2 separate regions of the Macaca mulatta genome follow, and region 2 is linked to region 1. A link is a contact called in public Hi-C data. All regions are on one chromosome and are shown on one strand. The core of a region is the stretch at or near the end of the contact, and the rest is flanking DNA. Distances in the headings are between cores, read along the strand shown. Region 1 holds the start of PPDPF (pancreatic progenitor cell differentiation and proliferation factor). Region 2 holds the start of RTEL1 (regulator of telomere elongation helicase 1).

Region 1 (6,011 bases), core at 1,815-4,314:
GCCGACTGAGTACCTTGCTCCCTGCAGGGTCCCAGACCTGGCCTGGCACAGGCTGACCCCAGCGCACAGCTAGCCTTGCCCTCGGCTAGAGACAGGCCGTAGCCTGTGACCCTGCCTGGTGTCCCTGCCCAGCATAGGCCTGCCCCCAGTGAGACAAGGTGTTGGCGTCCGGAGCTGGCCGTGGGAGGCTCTGCTGGCCAGAGCTGCAGGGTCAGTGTGAATGGAGCCCCATCTAATCCAACAGCACCAAACGGCTCCCCACTAACTGCCAATGATTGGCTCTTGAAGATAGAACAGCAGGTCTCCCAGCCCCCACTCGAGGGAGTTGCAACTCCAACCTGAGAGAGGGGCGTCCTGAGTGTCCCCCTAGTCTCACAGCCCCTCGGCAGCCCTGGCCCTCTTCTGCGATGGTCGAGGTGCCTCCATCCTTAGGGTGGGCACAGCTCTGCGTCGGGGATGGGAGTTCTGTGGCTTCTTGAAGGCCAGAGGGGTGGGTCTCAGGACCCCAAGCAAAGCGGTGAGTTAGCACTCTGCCTGGCCCCTTTCCCTTCACTGCCCCCTGACAGCTGCCCAGGCCTGAGCCAGCCTGGGGAGGCCACAGGGAGGAACAGAGCCTCAGTCCCACTGGGGAGCAGATGCTGTCCGGGCAGAACCTGGCTCCAGCCTCCCCAAACCCACCACTACCACAGCTCCTTCAGGCCCCGAGGCCTTCACACACGCTGGCCCTGCCGCCCGGAGCCCCTCGATGCTCTAGTGCTCACACTGCATTTACCCAGCCTTAGTTCCTGAGCTGCCACGGGCAAGGGTGGGGCCCCCTGGCTACCCCATCTCTGCCCACAGGTACTGTGCCCGGTCTAGACAAGGCCAAAAGCAGCCCCCAGCCCGACCAGGAGAGGTCTCCGGACCCCTGTGAGGGCCCTAAGCCAGCCCCCTTCTCCAGGGAACTCCTCAAGGCCCAGCCCTCTGTGCTCAGAGCCCCCATGGGATGGGTCAGCCACAGGAGATCTGACCCGGCGGTCCCACTCCCTTTGCCCACACTGGGGCAGTGCTGCTCCGAGAGTCCTGGCCAGGACCCCAAGGTTTGGCACCAGCCCTCACCCCACCCAGCTGTACCCCAGCTCAGGTAACCACCATGCCCTGGGTTCAGCAGGGGCAGATCACAGCTTCAGAGATGGGGTGTCCTGCTTCCCAGGCCCCATCCCCACTTCCTGGGCTTTAAGTGTCCTGGGCTTTAAGTGTCTCCCAGCCCCTGCCCACGCCGATGCACTGTCTTGACCCTGAAGGCGCAGTCAGTTTGAGGCCTATGTGAGGGGCTGTCTGGGGAAGTACCCGTGGCCCACACGGATGCAGGAGGCTGTGGTGGGCGAGCCCTGGGCTGTGGGTCCTTGGGCCGGCAGTGCAAGCCTCCAGAGACAAGCCCAGGTCTTGCCAGAAACTTCCACCCTCCCAGTGTCAACCCGACTGACCCATCTGCCTCATAAGTGACCCCTCGGGGCTGCACACCTCTCCCATTGCAGGTCCTGGCACTGCTCCCCAGCACAGAGCTCCCCATCCCAGGTGGGGCTCGGGCGGTTTCCTGCCCTCCTTCCGCAGCCTTCCGCAGACCTCAGCTGAAACCTGAACCCCCCTCCCCTCCCATGCCCTGCAGCCTCTGCAGTGCTCCCCGCGGGAAGGCCGTTCTCCCTGGTTCACCGTTCCCTGCGCTTGGCTTGGCCATGAGCACATAGTAGGTGCTTAACACACTCGTGCAATGAACACACACAGCGGCGCAGGGCCCAGGACAGCGCCTTCCCCACGTGCTCGGGAACACAAGGGCGTCCCTCCAAGTCTTGCTCAGGGGCCTCCCAGGGTCCCTGCCCAGCTCTGGGTCCTCACTGAGCACCTGGCGAGGGCAGAGTCCTACATCCGTTGGCCTCGATCTCCGGAACACAGGCACACGGCCGTCTCAGCCAGCAACGAGAGCCACGAAACAAATCCACCCAGGCTGACTCCCGAAGCCCTCGGACTGCGCCGCCCCACGGACCTCCCGGACCCTCTCTGCGACGGGGAAGACACCGCCCAGCCAGGACCAGGTGTGTAAAGAAACGGGACTTCCGTAGGGGCAGGCCGACTTCCCCTGCGGGGCCGAGGGAGGTGTGGGGAGGATTCAGCTGGGGGGGGGGGCAGAGGAGGGACGGACGCCTTTCTACCTGGGAAGGGAAAGCGCGCCCCCTCCTGATTGACAGTTGACAGCAGGGCATGGCGGACCGTCCCCAGGGCCCTGCCAGGAACGCTCTGGGTTCCCCAAACATGGGGTCTCTGAGCAGCGGGGCCCAGCCTCTGCCTCCAGCGACTGGAGACTCACCTCACCCACCCAAATCCGCCGCGCTCTCCGTCTGGGCCCCGCCTCCCACTGCCCCTCCATCCGCACACCCTTTCACCGCCCGCTGCGGGCAGCAGGCGCAGCCTGGGGCTGGGGAAGCAGGTTCCGGAGCTGCCAGAGTTGCGAGGCGGGCTCGGGAGGGATCCAGGTTCCTCTGGCTGCGAAGTCCCTGGAGGCCGGGCCGGGGAGCTCCGCGCGCACAGCACTCTTTGGCCCGCCCGGCGCCCCCGTTGCCTCCACAGGGGCTGAAGAGGACGGGGCGGGCTGGACCAGGCTGGGCTCCGAGACGGGTCCGAGACGGGTCGCAGACGGGGGCCTGGGCCCGGGAGAGAGGCGGGGGCCGGACTCCTGGACCCGGAGTCTTTTGACCCCTGCAGACCCAGGCCCAGCCGGGCCGCCTTAAGAGAACGAACGCCACGGTGCTGGGCTCAGCTCACGCCAGACGGCAAGAGTCGCACCAAGGAGGAAGTTGAGGGCCGGGCCCCAGCGGGGCCCGGGGAGGGGGCGGGGCCGAGCGGGGCCCGGGGAGGGGGCGGGACCGAGTGGGGGCCCAGGGAGGGGGCGGAGCTTCTCCGGGACGCGGGGAGGGGGCGGGGCCGAGTGGGACCCGGGGAGGAGCCGGTGCGCCCGCCCTCCGTGACGCGCCGCGGCCCCCCCCCGCTCATATAAGTGTGCGCGTCCGCGCGTGCGCACCCCGCGCGCGCGCGCGTCTCTGTCGTGGCGCGGTGTCCCGCGGTCTCCTCTGCAAATGGGCTCCGTGGCTTAGCGTCCCCGTCCCCGCCACCCGTGATCGTGCGCCGAGGCCCGCGAGGGGTTGCCGCCCAGGTGAGGGGCGCGGCGCGCGGGCGGGACGAGCAGGCCGGAGGAGCTGGGGGCGCTGGGCAGGGCCGGGGCTCCTCTCCTCTCCCCCTAGCAAGCACTGGGCGCGGGATCCCGGGCGGGCTCTTCCCGGGTCGGGCGGGTTGGGACGGCGCCTACCAGGTTCCTGGCGTCCGGGCCGGTGCCCTGCGCACAAAGCGCCTTTGTTCCACTCTCGGCCGGTTCGGGCTGGTTGGAGCCGCCCGCGCCCCGCGCAGCGAAGGCGGTCCCGGGAGCTGGGGAGCCCCGCCTCGGTAAAGAACCCAGCGTGGCGGCTCCACCCGCTGGGGAGCGCCCTTCCTGAGGGAATCCCGCTGATCCGAGGGGCTCCCCGACCCCAATGCGCAGGTCCCACCAGCCAGCAAGCCAGAGCATGGCGGCCATCCCCTCCAGCGGCTCGCTCGTGGCCACCCACGACTACTACCGGCGTGAGTAGCCTCTGCCCCCCGCCCACGTAGATGCTCTGTTAGCGCCAGTGCCGCCCCCGTGCAGCCTGCGGAACCAGCGCTCGGCCTGAAGGCCGGTGGGCTGGGGGGGGCTCTGTGCCCCGCGTTGCTGACGGGACCTCTCCTCTCCAGGCCGCCTGGGTTCCACTTCCAGCAACAGCTCCTGCGGCAGTACCGAGTGCCCCGGGGAAGCCATTCCCCACCCCCCAGGTGAGTGCAGGACCGCTCCTCTCTCCCTCCGCCCCTGCCCCCAGGAGCTGGCAGCATCAAGACCCCACTTTGCTTCTCTCAGGTCTCCCCAAGGCTGACCCGGGTCACTGGTGGGCCAGCTTCTTTTTCGGGAAGTCCACCCTCCCGTTCATGGCCACGGTGTTGGAGTCCGCAGAGCACCCGGAACCCCCCCAGGCCTCCAGCAGCATGACCACCGGTGGCCTGGCTCGGGACGCCCCGAGGAAGCAGCCCGGCGGTCAGTCCAGCACAGCCAGCGCTGGACCCCCGTCCTGACCTGAGCGGTTACCACCAGCCCGAGGCCAGCGGAGGCGCCAGTCCACCAGAGCCCTTCCCCGCTCCCCGCCCCCGTCCCCTCCCCACCTCCCACTCCCCACCCTGTAGACCAGGCGGCTGCAGCAAGCAGACCTTCGCATCAACACAGCAGACACCAAAAAGGAGTTAGGGCCCCGCTCTCTACCGCCCGGCCCTGGCACTCGCTAGCTTTCCTGACATCTGGAACTGTGCACCTGGCACCAAGCGGAAAATAAACTCCAAGCAGCCAGTACCCGATGGTGTGTTCCTGAACTGTGCGGCCCGAGGTTCCGTTTGAGTGTGAGAAATGGCTGAATCCCTCCTGACCTCACTCCCTGATGGGGGCTGGCCCTGCTCCCAGGCCTTCCTGGGCCTCCTCACTCTGTGAGGCCGCTGCTGGGACTGAGAAGGACGGGATTCGCCGCTGCTTCCGGGGACCCTTGGACAAGCAGGCTCCAGGGCAGCCACTGAGGTGGGCCCCTGTGTCACCTTCAGCCGGGGGGAAGGGAGCAGGGAGGGCTGGTCCTCTGAGGGATTCGGGCCCCTTACCCGGAGCTGCGGGGGGAGTAGCCCCTGGCTGTGAGCTGGAAACCCTCCTCACTCTGGAGGGACCTGCTGGTGGGGTTTGGGCAGCTTCAGGGCTGTCTCCCAAGGGCCTCCCATTGGGGTGTTGCCCCAAGACAGGCTGAGGGGTAGCAGCTGCAGGCACCCTGGAGGGGTCTTCCTGTCGCAGGTAGCCCAGCTTAAAGGTCAGAGGGTGCAGGAACTGGGAGGATGGCTGCGTCTTTCTGGCCTAGTACAGGCATGGAGTGCTGGAGCCCAGGAGTGCTGCAGTCCAGCAGGGGTGGGGGTCCACACACAGGAGCTCATGGGCTGTGAGCTCAGTAGACTCCTCCATAACCAAGGTGGGTGGTGTCACCGCACCTCCAGGGGCCCACAGGGATTGACTCAGTTCTGTTGAGAGGCAGCTTAGTGAGCAGGTGGGAGTCAGTCAGATAGCTGGAGACTTGGTGTGTGGCCAGAGAGATGGTGAGGGGAGGGGCTGCCGTGGGGTGGGGAAGGGTAGGGCTCGAGTGGAGGGACCTCTCTGAGAAGGGGTGGGATTCAGTGGGGGAGGGGAGGGGCTCTGTGGGGAGAGGTGGGGACCAGTGGGTGCTCCCTGCCTGGTACCCTGCTTCACTGCACTATAAATAGCTGCACCAGTTGGTGGGAAGCTGGTGGGAAGGCATCTGGCTTGTGGCCTCTGATGGCTCAGCCTTTGTCCTGTCTGCAGGGTGGGGGCAGCCTCACCCAGCCATCCAAGCCAGTGGTCAGTGTGAGGCTGGGTGGGGAGCCTCTGATGGACCCGGGAGTGGGAGGCTGCTCCCAATGGCAGTTGAGCTCCCTGCAGTCTTGTCTTTTGCAGTGTCCAGATGAAGCCCACAGAGATCCTCTCATGCACACACAGCTGTGAGGGTAGCAGGAGTTGGTGTTGAAGAGAGAGCCCAGCCACGCTCAGGTCATGTGGCCTGGGGGGGCTCTGCCCTTGGCTGAGCTGGAGAACTTGGGGTCAGAACCAAGGGTGGGTCCACCCTGCTTAGTTAGAAAGAAGCTGTGCCTGGTTTTTGGAGTTAGCGGGGCAGGGGCACTGCCCAGGAGCTGGTGTCTTGGAAGGGGCAGCTGGGAGGAGGGAGCAGTCAAGCCCCAGGCTGCCCAGGGCATCGTCCCCTGCCTCAGGTCAGGGGGCCCCTTGGCTGGAGGACCTCACGACCCTGGGAGTGTCCATGGCCTGCTCCTGGGAGCTGCATCCTCATCAGATTCTCTAGGGGGAGAAGTCATATCTT
Region 2 (6,011 bases), core at 2,548-5,047, 130 kb after region 1:
TGGCAGACAAATGGAGCATCATTCCCATTGCAGGGATGGAGCCACCGAGGCAGGGAGAAGTGCTTTGCCCTACAAACAACTAAGTCATAGGGCCAGGAGCAAAACCTTGAAAACCTCAGCAGACTCGCAGAGCCATGAGGCTGGCTCAGCAACACAAAAGCCGGGGGCAAGCCTCAGCTCTAGCAGTGCGCTGGGAGTACCCAAGGCCCGTCACATCCTAGGGTGGCCTGGAGAGTCCTGACCCCTGGTGTGCAAGCCAGCATCGTCCCCGAGACTGTGAGTCTGGTGGAGGTGATGCCCAGGAGGGTGACACTGTGTGGCTCAGAGGTACCCTTAAGACAGGAGGATCATCAGGCAGGCCCTGACCTCATCACAGGAGCCCTTTAAAAGCAGTTTCCTTTGCCTGGTTGAAGAAATTGGGGGATCAAAGCAAAGAAGGTTCTCTGCTGTTGAGACGAGGGGACACGTGGCAAGGATCTGAGAACTGCTCCCGGCCAACAGCCAGCAAGACGACAAGACCTTAACCGCAAGGAAGTGAGTTCTGCCAACAAGAAGAGAATGGGCTTGGAGGCAGGTTTGACCCCAGGGCCTCCACACAATAACTCAGCCCAGCTGCCCACTTGGTTTCAGCCTTGGGATACTAAGAATTAGGAGGTAATAAATGAGGGTTGTTTTAAGCTGTTGGGTTTGTGGTGATTTGCTATGAAACCATATCGAACTAATATACACACAGAGGTGCTGGCCCCTGGGCTATTCCTAGGAACCCACCTAGGAAGGAGGAGGAAGGGCGGAGAGGCACACAGAGCTGCCCACCACAGCAGCCGCGTCCTCCCTGTTGGCCACCACAGTGGCAGTTGGGGATGGTCAGCATCCTTCAGGCAGACTCCAGCCCTGGGTGCTGGAACTCAGGTACTAAGGATCAAGAGTAGCCCTCTCTGAGACCTCCAGAGTCTTCTCATGTGGGTGGGGCAGGACCTACCCCGTCAGGCTCAGAGCACTGCAATGCCTCACACTCATTGTGACTCTGACCAGGCCCTCTCTGAGCCTCTGTGTCCTCATCTGGAGCACAGGGACCAGGTGTGTGGAAGCCCATGGCATAGCACCAGGAACACAGTAGATGGGCACAGTGTGCACTAGCAGGCACACACAACAGGGGTACTGACGGTCAGCACCCTAGCAGGCACACACAACAGGGGTACTGACGGTCAGCACCCTAGCAGGCACACACAACAGGGGTACTGACGGTCAGCACCCTAGCAGGCACACACAACAGGGGTACTGACGGTCAGCACCCTAGCAGGCACACACAACAGGGGTACTGACGGTCAGCACCCTAGCAGGCACACACAACAGGGGTACTGACGGTCAGCACCTTAGCAGGCACATGCAACAGAGGTACTGACTGTTAGCTGTACTGACTGTCAGCGTGCTAGCAGGCATACACAGTGGCTGTACTGACAGCATGCACATGCCATAGGTGTACTGACTCTCAGTGCACTGGCAGGCACACGCAATAGGAGTACTGACAGCATGCTAGCAGGCACACAATAGGTGTACTGTTAGTGCATTAACAAACACACACAATAGCTGTACTGACTGTTTGCCCCAATATAGTGCCAGGTCTTGGAGCAGATTTTGACTTCTCACCAAGATCAAATGCAGGAAGTGCATGAGCATTTCAAAGATGTTTTTCACATGCACACCAGTGCTAGTAATGTTTTGGGCCGGGCGCGGTGGCTCACACCTATAATCCCAGCACTTTTTGAGGCCAAGATGGGCGGATCACGAGGTCAGGAGATCGAGACCATCTTGGATAACAAGGTGAAACCCCGTCTCTACTAAAAATACAAAAAATTAGCCAGGCGTGGTGGCGGGCGCCTGTAGTCCCAGCTACTTGGGAGGCTGAGGCGGGAGAATGGCGTGAACCCGGGAGGCGGAGCTTGCAGTGAGCGGAGATCACACCACTGCGCTCCAGCCTGGGCGACGGAGGGAGACTTCGTCTCAAAAAACAATGTTTTGGCTGGGTGCAGTGGCTCACATTCCAACACTTGGGAGGCCAAGGTGGGCAGATCACCTGTGGTCAGGAGTTTGAGACCAGCCTGGCCACCATAGTAAAACCCCATCTATCCTAAAAATACAAAAATTAGCCAGGTGTGGTGGCAGATGCCTGTAATCTCAGCTACTTGGGAGGTTGAAGCAGGAGAATCACTTGAACCAGGGACGGGGAGGTTGCAGTGAGCCGAGATCAGACCATTGCACTCCAGCCTCGGCGACAACAGCAACACTCTGTCTCAAAAATATGTATATATATATTTTTTTCATAAAGTGTGACTTTTATCAGACCTCTGCACTCTTGAAATTAACCCTGGCTTGGCTGGGTGTGGTGGCTCACGCCTGTAATCTTAACACTTTGGGAGGCTGAGGCAGGCGGATCACAAAGTCAGGAGTTCAAGACCAGCCTGACCAACATGGTGAAACTTCACCTCTACTAAAAATACAAAACTTAGCCGGGTGTGGTGGCTGGCGCCTGTAATCCCAGTTACTCAGGAGGCTGAGGAAGCAGAATCGCTTGAACCTGGGAGGTGGAGGTTGCAGGGAGCCGAGATCGCACCACTGCACTCCAGCCTGGGTGACAGAGCAAGACTCTGTCTCAAAAAAAAAAAAAAAAGAAAAGAAAAGGAAATTAACCCTGGATCCTAGGAGGAGCCCTATACCTCAACAGAACACTCAGTCATTCAACAGACATCCGTCAAGCACCTGCTGTATGCTGGAGCTGTGGCTACATCAGCAATTAGAGGAGGAGGGCAAGGGCACAGGAATTCCTGACTGCCCAAGGCCAGAATGCTCCTCTAGCAGCTGGCAAGGAGCAGATGACTCAGACTTCAGTTCAGTCCACAGGACAGCCTTTCCTGGTCACTGCTCTTAGGAGATGGAGTGTGTGGCAGCAAAAGGTAAAACTCCTGGCTCCTGGGCAGACTCTGGGCAATCTGCTCAACGCCCTGTGCCTCATTTTTTCACACAGAAAGTGTGGACAATGAGAGGACTTATCTGGCTCACACCTGTAATCCCAGCACTGTAGGAGGCTGAGGTGGGTGGATCACCTGAGGTCAGGAGCTCGAGACCAGCCTCGCCAACGTGGTGAAGCCCCGTCTCTACTAAAAATACAAAAATTAGTCAGGCGTGGTGGCAGGCGCCTGTAATCCCAGCTACTCGAGAGGCTGAGGCAGAATTGCTTGTACCCCGGAGGCAGAGGTTGTAGTGAGCCAAGATTGTGTCACTGCACTCCAGCCTGAGGGACAAGAGCAAAACTTAGTCTCAAAAAAAAAAAAAAAAAAAAAGAAAAGAAAAGAAAAGAAAAGAAAAAGAGAGGACTTATTCCAGAGGTCATCCAGAGGAGAAGTGTGTCAATCATTTGTCGAATCTCACACTGCTGTTAAGATACTACCTGAGGCCGGGTGTGATGGCTCACACCTGTAATCCCAGCACTTTGGAGGCCAAGGCAGACGGATCACCTGAGGTCAGGAGTTTGAGACCTCCCTGGCAAACATGGTCAGACTCCATCGCTACTAAAAATATAAAAAATTAGCCAGGCTTAGTGGCGCGCACCTGCAATCCCAGCTACTTGGGAGGCTGAGGCAGGAGAATTGCTTGAACCCAGGAGGTGGAGGTTGCAGTGAGCCAAGATTGTGCCATTGCACTCCAGCCTGGGCAAAAAGAGCCAAAACTCTGTCTAAAAAAAAAAAAAAAAAAAAAAAAAAAAAAAAAAAAAAAAAATCATGGCAGAAGGTGAAGTCTATGTTAGTCCCAGTTCCCAGGTCTTACATGGCAGCAGCAGAAAGCGAGAGAGAGAAGGGGAAACTGCCACTTTTAAACCATCCGGTCTCCTGAGCACTCACTTTTATGAGAACAGCCTGGAGGAAACTGACCCCATGATCCAATCAGCTCCCTCCCGGTCCCTCCCTCCCTCCACACGCGGGGATTACAATTCGAGGTGAGACTTGGGTGGGACACAGAGACGAGCCGTATCAGCACGTATGGGGGGCACTGAAACTTGTGGTGCCCATTCATTCCACAAGCCTGTGTGGCTGGTCTCCTCGTCTTCCACTCCCTGCCGGGTCTCAGACGGGCAGCCCGCGGTTCCTTCACCCGAACAGGCACACGGGGCTGGGTGCCAGTGAGTGCTGGGGCTTCTCCGAGCACTAGCTCACACCCACGAGCATGGGCACGCAGGGCATCGCCTGTGCCGTCCGTGGACATGAAACCCAACCGTGCGCGGTCACGCAGCGCCAGCTTCCTCCTGGGGCCTTCTGGGGCACGGGGGCTGGGGCCGCCTGAGACTAGCGTCCCTCACGCTGGGCTGACCCCGCAGAACTGTGCGGGCCTCGCTCTTGGGGTCCGCCCTGCTGCCAGCCAGTGCCGGGTGCTGGGGACTCAGGGAGGCCGCCGGGGCCAGTGCGGGGCCAGTGACCCGAGCAGAAGCTGGACAGAGCAGGAGAGGAGGGAGAGGAGGCGGTCAGGGCTCTCAGGAACCGGGTCCTGGGCAAGGGGCAGCCATTTTCAAATTTTCAGGAAAGCGGTCAGCTCACACTTGAGCAGTAAAAAGACGCCTCTGGGGACGAGGCCCGTGCAGCTCTCCGGGCAACGGTGGTGGCTCGGCCTAGAGAGGCGGTAGTGGAACGGAGACCCTGGTGGGGGATGACATCAAGGAAGGAGACGGGCGGGACCCCAGATTTCTGCTGCCTGTGGGCGATGGAAGTGAGGTTCACTGGGCAGGGCAGCCGCACACAGAACGCGCGAACGGCCCCGTAGGCCTGGAGGAGCCGAAGAGCAGGCGGACCCCCTCCGCGGGGGAACAGTTTCCGCCGGGAGCACAAAGCAGCGGACCGGAAGTGGGGGCGGAAGTGCAGTGGGATCAGTGGCGATGCGCGCCTCTGCCCGCGAAGTCTGAACTGGCTGATAGCTGGGGACGCCGTGGCGGCGCTCGACTGCAGTCGGTTGAGTTCCTGAGGGCCCCCGGTTCTGGAAGGTTCGCCCCGGAGACAAGTGAGCAGTGAGTCGCAGTGACTCTGTAAGTGGTTTACTCGAGTGGCTCGTGGGCGCCTTGCGGTTTTCGAAACTACAGCTCCCGGCAGGCCCCGTGCCGCCCTCGGGGCCGCGGGTCGGCGGATTGGCCGCACTGCATTTTGGGACCTGTAGTTTCCTGCGCTCGTGGGCGCTGGCTGAGCCGATGGCCGGGGCTGGAGGGAAGGGCCGATATTCCGTGTGTCCGTGTCTGGTCTGTTAGTCCCAGTTCCCAAGCGGGACTGAGGCTTAGAGAAGTTGAGTGACTTGCTGAGGGCTGCACGGATTGGCATCCCGGGATACTCTTTCGCTACTTTGGCTGCATCTGGTTGCCCACCCAGGCGGGATGGGGAATGGCCTCCAGCCAGCCAGGAGGGCAGAGAGCTGGAGAGGCAGGCCCGGAGGTTCAGACCCTTCGCTCTGACGTTGTGCCTGGTCAGGCCGGGAGGGGTGCCGCTTGCCTCTCCAGTCCTCACGCTCTTGTGGAAGTCACGGAATTACTGCGGGCGGAACTTGCAGCGCTGTGGGCGTCTCTGCCAGGGAAGGACGGAGTTGTGGGGCGGGAGGATAAGGCAAGGCCCCGCCATTTCGCATCTTTGCCCCACCAGCTCCTTGAGATGGCATATGCCAGGGTTGCCCTCCGACCCTCTCCACAGGAGGGACTCATAGAAACGCCTGGGAAAGTGGCCCGGTACCCACAAAGGCTGTCTACAGAGTCTTACTGTCTTTCCCAGGTCTGTGCCATAGGGATTCTCCAAGAGAACCGCGTTGTGTCCCAGTGCACCTGCTCGCATCACTTACCAGGAGTGCCCGAGATCCTAAGATGTTCGGAGTGGTTTCTTCGCACAGACCCGAATAGCCTGCCCCTCAGCCACCCTCTGTGCCCTCCTGAGAAGAGGCTGATATGCCCAAGATAGTCCTGAATGGTGTGACCATAGACTTCCCATTCC

The links. Hi-C and Micro-C count contacts between places; a contact is called where the count stands out from the background.
Region 2: a Hi-C map of fetal cortex germinal zone shows a contact between it and region 1, with 2.6 times the contacts expected there. The contact joins the promoter of RTEL1 here to the promoter of PPDPF in region 1. A contact is called at or near these places in 2 of 14 Hi-C or Micro-C datasets (fetal cortex germinal zone and liver).

Annotation. Positions count from the first base shown.
Region 1 is chr10:116,388,940-116,394,950 of T2T-MMU8v2.0, forward strand. It overlaps PPDPF (pancreatic progenitor cell differentiation and proliferation factor), which reads left to right and starts at 3,065. Exons shown (of 4, transcript NM_001266949.1): 1 at 3,065-3,187; 2 at 3,569-3,648; 3 at 3,799-3,876; 4 at 3,959-4,436. The coding sequence starts at 3,594. The coding sequence ends at 4,170. It overlaps LOC114670575, which reads right to left and starts at 3,027. Exons shown (of 6, transcript XM_077949132.1): 1 at 2,856-3,027; 2 at 2,413-2,794. The coding sequence starts at 3,027.
Region 2 is chr10:116,514,500-116,520,510 of T2T-MMU8v2.0, forward strand. RTEL1 (regulator of telomere elongation helicase 1) reads left to right here and starts at 3,798. Exons shown (of 35, transcript XM_077952198.1): 1 at 3,798-3,991; 2 at 5,796-6,011. The coding sequence starts at 5,966.